Linked DNA regions of Mus musculus: region 1 is linked to region 2. Evidence: chromatin contacts called from public Hi-C data. All regions are on one chromosome and are shown on one strand. The core of a region is the stretch at or near the end of the contact, and the rest is flanking DNA. Distances in the headings are between cores, read along the strand shown.

Evidence for each region. Hi-C and Micro-C count contacts between places; a contact is called where the count stands out from the background.
Region 1: a Hi-C map of bone marrow-derived macrophages shows a contact between it and region 2, with 4 times the contacts expected there. The contact joins the enhancer-like site here to the promoter of Nlrp1a in region 2. A contact is called at or near these places in 6 of 39 promoter capture datasets (the C10 cell line, the HPC-7 cell line, cranial neural crest and 3 more), 2 of 484 Hi-C or Micro-C datasets (both in bone marrow-derived macrophages), 3 of 115 datasets of contacts at active chromatin or transcription factors (the HPC-7 cell line, heart atrium and neural progenitor cells) and 4 of 9 other capture datasets (adipose tissue, liver, macrophages and 1 more).

Annotation. Positions count from the first base shown.
Region 1 is chr11:71,277,074-71,282,121 of GRCm38.p6, reverse strand. It overlaps the pseudogene Nlrp1c-ps. Among named protein-coding and RNA genes, the nearest start is that of Gm23311, 9.0 kb to the left of the region's middle. Within about 2 kb of position 2,356, at least 1 of the 459 cell types and tissues checked has an H3K27ac peak or open chromatin away from gene starts, as enhancers often do. A contact at or near this core is called in bone marrow-derived macrophages, where this site is marked.
Region 2 is chr11:71,141,372-71,146,362 of GRCm38.p6, reverse strand. Nlrp1a (NLR family, pyrin domain containing 1A) reads left to right here and starts at 1,659. Exons shown (of 14, transcript NM_001004142.2): 1 at 1,659-1,714; 2 at 3,835-4,147. The coding sequence starts at 3,997.

The DNA of each region.
Region 1 (5,048 bases), core at 1,107-3,606, 140 kb before region 2:
AGCTTGCCCATTCCTAAGAGAAAAGTATTGGTCAGTTAATTATTAAAGGGCCTGGACCCATGACTCCAAACACCAACACTGGATCAGTATCCCTTATTCCTGAGTATCCCTTAGTCCTACATTGGCAACTGGATTTCAAACTGAGTTTCAGAGCAGACAAAACATATCCAAAGAGTAGCCACAAACAAGGCTTGTTGTTACCAAAGATAGCTGGAATACAGTACAAAATACAGCCAAAATTGCCAGGCCTGGGGACCAGGGACCAAGTCTATGTCCTGAAACATGGACTCTATGGCATTCCTAGACCTTCCCATCAGACCCAAAATCTCAGGACATTGAGTTGATGTTGTCAGGACTGCAATGGTGGATCCAGTAGGATCTGTAAGGAGCAGACATCTGATCCACTGTCTGCAATCTCCCCCACTACTCCACAGCCTCCTACAGGGAGAGACCACAGCCACTAAACTACAAATGGGAAAGCAGAGTTCAGTGGAGCTACTGCATAATCTCATAGGCTGAATGAAGACAGAATTATGTCTGTGAACTCACCCTTTACTCTCAGCCTCAAAAGCAGGTCTGACACAGAGTAAGAAACTGATAAATGTCTGAAGCATGAATGAATTTCAGACAGCATTGTTATTAGTCCCATGACTACTTGAAGTAGAATCTTCTCTAAACTCACATTTTCTGCACTACACTGTTCAGAATATAACAGTGTCCAAAGCCTATATGCTATACAGCTTAGACAGATTCCTAAATGCATCTAGATAATAAAGGGTCAAAAAAAAAAGGAGGAAAGGAAGGTAGGAAGGAGGAAGGTAGGAGGGAAGGAATGAGGAAAGGATTGTTTGAATGAACACACATCACTAACATATACACTTCTCAAACTTTCTTTTATTTAGGAATCCTTTCAGAAATGTATATGAAGCAAAAAAAGGAGAATCTTTACTCCACCCAGCCATCAAAAGGGGAGAATCTGTCTCAAAATTTCACAAACCTACTACTCTCCCAAAAATTGTGCCCACAAGGCTCAAAGACATTTGCCAGGAAAAGCTGGCATCAATGTGTACCAGAAGAAAGAGGACATATGATTGAGATCCAAGACTTATTTGGCCAAAACTTAAATAAGCAGGAAAAGGCTCAATTGGTCGTAATAGTGGGGGCTGCTGGGATTGGGAAGTCAACACTGGCCAGGCAGGTGAGGAACGCTTGGAAGGAAGGCCAGCTCTACAGGGATCACTTCCAGCATGTCTTCTTCTTCAGCTGCACAGAGCTGTCCAAAAGCAAGCAGCTGAGTCTGGCTGAGTTCATAGCACAAGGCCAGGAAGTGCCCACAGCTCCCATCAGGCAGATTCTGTCTCACCCTGAGGAGCTGCTTTTCATCCTGGATGGCATAGATGAGCCAGCATGGGTCTTGAAGGATCAGGATCCTGAGCTATGTCTGCACTGGAGTCAAATGCAGCCTGTGCACACACTGTTGGGCAGTTTACTAGGGAAATCTATCCTTCCTGGGGCTTCCTTCCTGCTCACAGCTCGGACCACAGCACTAAAGAAATTCATTTCTAACTTTAAGCAGCCATGGCAGGTAGAAGTCCTAGGATTCACTATGTTGGAACGGAAAAACTATTTCTACAAATATTTTGAGAAGGAAATAGAAGCAATTGCTGCATTTAGATTGATTAAATCAAACTCAGTGCTCCTGACCCTATGTGAGGTTCCCTGGGTGTGCTGCTTGGTCTGCAATTGCCTGAAAAAGCAGATGGACCAGGGTAGAGTAATCTCCCTGACCTCACAGACAACCACAGCTCTCTGCCTGAAATACCTTTCCTTGACAATCCCAGGTAAGCACAGGAGGACCCAGCTTAGAGCCCTCTGCTCATTGGCTGCTGAAGGCATCTGGAAAAGAAGGACCCTATTCAGTGAAAGCGACCTTTGTAAGCAAGGGTTAGAAGAGGATGCCATTGCCACTTTCCTGAAGATAGGTGTCCTTAAAAAGCAGGCCAGCTCTCTGAGCTACAGCTTTGCCCACTTGTGTCTCCAGGAGTTCTTTGCAGCAATGTCTTACATCTTGGAGGATAGTGAGGGAAGACATGGTGATATGAAAATCAACAGAACTGTGAGAATACTGGTAAAAAGGTATGGAAGACAAAACCTGTTTGAGGCACCCACTGTGCGCTTTCTATTTGGTCTTTTGAGTAAAGAGGGATTTAAAGAAATGCAAAAGGTCTTTTCCTGCAAGCTTTCTGGGAAGTCAAAGTTGATGATACGGCACATCCTACAGAAATTGCAACCCCATCAACCATCTTGTCTGGGTTTGCTCCACTGTCTGTATGAAAAACAGGAAATGGAGCTCCTGACACTCATGATGCATGATCTTCGAGGAACAATAATGCATGGACTAATAAACATTGCACACACAGTGTTGCAGAGAAACTTGAAGAACCTGGTGATACAGACAGACATGGATCTCATGGTGGTCACTTTCTTCATTCGGTTGTGCAGTCATGTGAGGAGTCTACAGCTGAACAGAAAAGGGCAGCAGGGATATAAGTTAATGGCCCCTGGGATGGTTCTGTGAGTATTTGACATAGCCTACTCTCCAGATTCTCTGTGAATCCCATGAGCCCACATGTTCTGAGAACCAGCAGCATCTTAGCTGGTTATAGGGTAGCAGGGCACAGGTCCTAAGTAACCTTTAACTGCTGAATTGTAGCATCTTTCTCTTCTTTCTTCCGTGTGCTTGATCATGGGATGGTGCCATGAACCGAGGTGAGGAACATGCAGCTTCTCTGATTCAAATCATCTTCACCCTTCACAGGGTTCCAATGGCCACAGTTACTGATCTTCCCTCTTGACATGCTTTCTCTCTGAGAAACAGCTCAGTCCTGTAAGCACCATCTCCTATCCCCATGAAAGTAACCTTGGCCCTGAAATCTTTCCCCATTGCCTAGGAATGCATAGGTATGAGAATCCGTATGGTTTCTCTGCCCAGATAATATCTGTATGTGTCAATAAAATCAGCCTGGCCCTGGGACTCACCTGAAAGCCTCCCTAACTTTCTGCCAATCCCAGCAGCAAGGTAGATGTCTTTGCTACTCCTGTGTAGCACAGCTTACTTAGAATCAGTGTGTGTCTCCTTCCCTCTACATGGTTCACCCCATAAATATTCATTAAGTACTTATTTTATACAATGACCTACCGTCACAAGAGGAGAAATAAAATTTCTGTCCAAGGACCACAGAAACTGGGAGAGAAGACAGCCACCTTCTCTAATTACATAGGGAGTGACTCTTGCCATGAGGACGGGCATAAGGAGTAATGGGGAAGGGAGTGATCTCAGGGGTAGTAAAGTTTTTAATTAAGTCTTCTGTTTTAATGGGTTAAAACATTTTCTTCTAATAATCTGAGCTGGACTTGCTGGCATAACCCTGCAATTCCATCATTCATGAGGTTAAAGCAGGAAGAGTCTTGATTTTTGGACTTTGACACCATTTTGACAGGAAAGAAAAGGCTCCCGTGAAAACCAAATGACTCGAAAGTAGTGGAGTGACTGTGAGATAACAGGATAGGTGAGGACAAGGGGGAAGTAGGGCAAAGAGTGCATGTGATCAGACCATGTTAGACACATGCAGGAAGGTGTCAATGATTTTCTATGATTAGGATGGACCAATAAGTACTTGTAGAAAAGTGAGTATGTATCAATTATCAAAACAAAAAAGTTAGTATGAACCAGAACCCCATTGCTCATAAAAGACAGCGTTAAGAATTGGAGAAGCTGAGCTTGGCTGTGTACACCTGTCATCCAAAACTCAGAATGCAGAGATAAGGCCAAAAGTCCCAGTCCATCCTGGGCTACAGTGTGATGCTGTCTCAAAATATCATGGGCTAATGATGTAACTCATTGGTAGAAAGACTGCTTATTGTGTTGAATAATTTACACTTGCTCTGATAAAACACCATGAACAATGCAACTTATACAAGAGTTGATTTGGGCTCATGGTTCTAGAGAGATCAGGATGCCTCATGGCATAGAGAAAGTATGGTGACTGGAGTCAGCAGCTGAGAGCTCCTATTTTACACCACAAGCAGCAAGCAGAAACAGTATCCTGGAAATGGCTCAAGATTTAGAAATATTTTTATTTTTATTATTACTATTAATTAAGCTATTATTTGCTTTATATCTGGATCATACCCCCATTCCTCTCCTCCCACACTCTCTCTCTCTCACTTTATTCATCCCCCCCATCCACCCCTCTTACACGTCTCCTCATAAAAGGGAAGGCCTCCCTTTTATCAACCATATCAACCAGCCTTGGCATATCAAATTATACTAGGTGCCTTTTCTTCTATTGAGGCTAGACAAGGCAAGCTAGTTAGTTAAAAGGAATCCAAAACAGACAATGTAGTTCAAGAAAACCTTGCTTTCACTTTAGGAGCTTCTCATGAAAGACTCAGCTGCACAAATGTTATGTATATGCACAGGGTCTGGATATGTCACATGCATTCTCTCCATTGGCATTTCAGTCTCTATGAGCCCCCACGAGGCCAGGTTAGTTTACTCTGTAGGGTTTGTTGTTGTTGTTGTTGCTTCATTTTAGTTTCTTGTGGTATATTCGATGCCTCCAGCTCTGTCAATCCATATTCTCCCTTTCCATAGGATTCCCCAAGCATCTCTGCATCAACTTTCATCAGTTGCTAAGTGAAGCCTTTCAGAGGGCCATTATGCTAGGCTTCTGTCTTCGAGTATAGGAGAATATCATTAACAGTATCAGAGGTGGGCTCCTTCTCATGGCATAGGTCTCCAGTTGGGCCAGTCATTGGTTGGCCTTCCCTCAAAATCTGCTCCATCTATACCCCTGCCTTCTTGTGCACAGGACAAGTTGTGGGTCTAAGGATTTTTTTTTTTTTTTTGCCTGTGTTTTTGTCTCAATGTATCTGTCCATTGGAAGTCTTGCCTGGTTACAGGAGGTGGCCGGTTCATATGCCATATCCTCCATTGCTAGCAGTCTTCTTAAGGTCACCTTCCTAGATTCTTTGGAGCTTCAATT
Region 2 (4,991 bases), core at 410-2,909:
TATAACCAGAAGCTGGAAAGAACCCAGAAGTCCCTCCACAGAGGAATGGATACAGAAAATGTGGTACATCTACACAATGGAGTACTACTCAGCTATTTAAAACAATGAATTTATGAAATTCTTAGGCAAATGGAGGGATCTGGAGGATATTATCCTGAGTGAGGTAACCCAATCACAAAAGAGCACACATGATATACATTCACTGATAAGTGGATATTAGTCCAGAAACTTAGAATATCCAAGATACAATTTGCAAAACACATGAAACTCAAGAAGAAGAAAGACCAAAGTGCGGATACTTCATTCCTTCTTAGAATGGGGAACAAAATACCCATGAAAGGAGTTACAGAGACAAAGTTTGGAGCAGAGCCTGAAGGCATGACCATCCAGAGACGTCCCCACTTGGGGATTCATCCCATAAACAACCACCAAACCCAGACACTAGGCAGATGCCAACAAGATTTTGTGACGCTCTGCCAGTGCTTTGCAAATACAGAAGTGAATGCTCACAGTCATCCACTGGACAGACCACAGGGTCCCCAATGTAGGAGATAGAGAAAGTACCCAAGGAGCAGAAGGAGTTTGCAGCCCTATAGGAAGAACAACAATATGAACTAACCAATACCCCTAGAGTTCCCTGGAACTAAACCACCATTCAAAGAAAGCACATGGATGAGACTCATGGCTCTAGCTGCATATGTAGCAGAGGGTGGCCTAGTGGATCATCAATGGGAGGAGAGGCCCTTGGTCTTGTGAAGGTTCTATGCCCAGTATAGGGGAATGCCAGGGCCAAGAAACAGGAGTGGGTGGGTTGGGGAGCAAGGGGAGGGTGGGGGTAGGGGATTTTCGGAGAGTTAACTAGGAAAGGGGATAACATTTGAAATGTAAATAAAGAAAATATCTTTAAAAAAAAAAAAAAGCAAGCTTGAGGACAGGTGCTCTGATCCCCAGAGTCTTCACAGGTGCCTGCTGGGCATGGTTACAGGCTTGTAATCCCACATTTCAGAAACACTAAACAGGAAATGTTCTGGGTTAGCTGCCTAGCTGGACTAGCCACACCCATAAGCTTTCAAGTCAGACACATGAGTCCACTTGCATATGAACATGCACACACACACCACACACCTACAGAAAAACAAGATGATGTTTGTGAGATTCAAAAACCGAATGTGACATTTAGGAGACTTCAGGAGTCAAATGTGTGTGTGTGTGTGTGTGTGTGTGTGTGTGTAACATACATACATACATACACAGTGTTTGTGGTCTAAGAGGAATTTACTGAAATGAGCAGACTGTGGCTGGGCAGGCTATAGGGAAGGCGAGGAAGCACAGAGATCAAGAGCCCAAAACTGGGGGGAACCAGAAGCTACTGCTGACCTGGGACCTGTTGGCAAACTTCAGGTCCCACACTAATGGAAGAGGGAACTGAGCTCAGACATGAGTCCTGTGGTCAGGCAAGCAGGGCTTTCTGCAAACCCGGAAGAAGCTCTCACCCTGACTCCTCCAGCCCAGGCATCTGCAGAGACTTAACAGGAAACAAGCTGAGTAATGTTCAACCTCCATTCCCAGTGTTCAGAGGAAGTACATCTGCCGTTCTCTGATGCCTGCCTTCCTGAAAATGGGCCAGAGTCTCTTTCACTTTTGGAGACCAGTTTCTTAGCTGAGGAGCCTTGTTCAAAGACACACACTCCAGTGGGCCCCATAGAGGAGCAGGGTGAGTAGTGGGACCCAGATTCCACCAAACCACTTAGACCTGGGAGGATAAGGGCTGGCCTCACTACACAAAAACAGACATGGGGATCTCGGCCTGAAAACCAGGGCCCAGGGCCCCAGCCTCTGCTTGGAGAGTCTGCAAGCCAGCTCTGATGGGTGATAGACTAGGTTACCTGTCTGGTTCAAGTGCCTGCTCCTGTTATAGCCTATCCTGCATCCTCCTCTCTACCCTGAATCTGCAGGAATAACTCTCCTGAATGATGAGGCATTGAGAGGGAGGACCAGGGAAGAGAGAGAGAGAGAGAGAGAGAGAGAGAGAGAGAGAGAGAGAGAGAGAGAGAGAGAGAGAGAATCTATGCTATTTACATGGGGTGGTGTGGGAGAGCCAACGTCCCCAGAGAACTAAGTTAGACAAAGTTAGTGAAGAAAACATAGTTGCCTTAGGACCATAACCACAGCACAGGGGTCAGAGTGGGTCCCCCTATATTATAATCTTGACTCCTCTGAGGCACAGGCTTCAGTGTCAGACCTGCCTTGCCAAGTCCACTCCTGGACAAGGACACTGAACTAATTTTCCTTTTATCTTTACATCAGGGCCTCTAAGAAATCTTGTGTCGGACTGTCCCCTGCATACAGGTGGCCCTTTGGCTTTCTCTGGGTAATGTGCCTTCAATCAAATTATTAGTTGACTCAGTCTTGTTCCTCCTTTGTGGTGCCCAGGGACAGAGGACTTCTAAAGATTCCTTCGAAGAGGCTAGCCTTAACTTAGACTGAGCCTTTACTCCGCTCTGTCCTGTATCTTCCCACCTTACCCTGGGTCACAGTAATGGCTGAAATAGTGATCTCCTTAGAGTGGAACTTTAGAAAAGGAAGATGAGGACATGGGATAGTGAGTGTCCTACATAATCCATCATGCATCCTCCATCCCTGTGTTCCTGCCCACACATCCTCCCATCCTTGGTACCCCAACACCCCCTTTTCCAGACCCCAACCTCATCCCTTGATTTGTATCCTCTAATCCTCCCAACCATCATGCTCTGACCCTGCAACCCTCCATCTTCTTACCTCTACATTTCCCTACTCTCATTGTCTACAAGTCTACCTTCATACACCTCCCTTTCCATCAATTTCTCTGCCTAGGCTGAGGCAGTCTTCCCTGCTGTGGTTCTCCAAAGTTAAAAGACCTAGATCTCCTGCATACTGCTACTATAGGGACTAGTGCCTTACTTTAGGAACAGTACTGCTGTGCACCAACAAACCCAGCAAACCCAAGGAAGAACAGCACCCAAAGATTTGATGAAGCACCAGACCAAAAAAAAAAAAAAATCTACTGAATATTGTCTCCTACAGGTGCACTTTGGGTTCCCTTTGACTCTGCTCCTTCCCTTGATCTCTCCATTTCTTCTTATCCTCATATGTCATTTTTGCCCCGTCCTTTAGAAGTTATACATAAGGTCCTCCTAGATCAAATCACTGACATCACTAGGTCTACATTAGGACAATGGCTGCCCTAGCTAGGGACCTACTAGGTTCCCTCTGCTCCATCTCATTGTACAGTTCACAGCCTCCTGTCTATACCTGTTTCAAAAGCTTCTCCAGAAGTAAATGGCAGCAATCACATGACTGATCCAGCAGAGCAGATCAAGTTCAAAATCTCTTTGCAGCACATGAAGTCCACCTGCAACATACACACCCCTAAACCACTAGGAACAGGATGGAACTCCACCTCCATCATCCCCCTCCCACAGGGACCAATCAGTAAGTGAACACACCACCCATTCCTTTCATCTGTTTTTGGGGTGAGATAAATAACCTTAATGACCTAAAAGAAGAAACTCAGACAGCTAAGAAACCCCAACTCAATATAAGGTTCAGCACACCTGCCTTCAGGAGAGCCAACACAACAGCTAGAACATCCACTGGCATCATTCAGCTATGAAATTTTAAAGAGCATGTCCACTGTTACATACTCCTGTCTCAGTGTTCTCTCTTCTGCCCTATGAAGCCCAAGCCCCTGCACCTGGGCACAAAGTACCCACTCCCCAGGAGGGACTTGTGTCTCAATTGTTCTGATCAAAGGTGATGTGACCCTGTAGAGGTTTGTCTGCTTTCTTTTATCAGCAGGTCTCCTCTATCACTTCTGATCAAACACCCATTCACAGAGCAGAACTACCTGGCAGAGACAAGAAGCCACTGGTCTCCTGCTTGCAACAACAGAAGAGCGTCTTGAAGCAATAAGAGCACAAACTGCTCAGAGAAGCAGTATTCAAGGGCTCTATCATCATGGAAGAATCTCAGTCCAAGCAGGAAAGTAGCACAAAAGTGGCTCAGCATGAAGGTCAAGAGGATGTGGACCCAACCTTCAAAACAAAGAAACTTATGGAGGTGGAGCTAATGAAGCACAGAGTGCAGCTAGAGAGGAACTTGAAGCTAAGTAAGTACACAAAGAGCCCCAATTGATCACTCTGTGGCCCCTTCATCACCACTGAGCCCTTCTGCCAAGGTTTCCATGGGCAGGCTATCATCCTGACAAAAGAGTTCACAGGCCCCAGCAGAGGCTGGAACAGGAAGGCTTTCAGAAGCCCCTAACTGAACTCTACAGAACACTCTGATCTACAAAAGTGCATGCTCAGGTCCCCATTTGATGCTCAAATGCCCCTGGAAGAAGCACCCTGAAGCTGTAGTGGGGTATTTGTAGTCAGGCATGCAGAAGTCTTTGAGAAGGTTGGCATAGGGTTCAAGCCAGCTCTTGAGAAGAACAATTAATGACACCATTGCTACATGCCCAGACTTTGGAGCTAGGCAGAGGCAAGGCTCCAGCCTTCCTAATTGTATCCATCTGGGAAATGAGAAGGCGAACAGCTGTCTCCTTAGGCTGTAGCAGTTGAGAGATAATCCATGTCAAATGTTAAACAGTCTGATATTCAATAAATGCTCAATAATTCTAAGTACAAGCCCATGCTATTTCTGCTGTTATGATAGTGTACAACCCTGTGGGACAGAAGCTCAGAGCCACACATGGGGGAGCTGAGGCTCAGAAAGGAATAGAGACTTACACAGAGGACCAGGGTAGATCCAGGAGTTGTGTGAACTTTGTAGTCCCAGAGGAGGGTTTCCCAGCAGCACCTGTGAATGCCTCATTGTCCCCCATGTGATCATCGAGAAGGGTATGAGGCCAAGCATGAAGGACCCCAGCAGTTCTCCCCACCTCCTACCCCTGCCTCTCTGACCAACACACAACCACTGTCTCCTTCTGATAGGACATTCTTTCTCGTTAT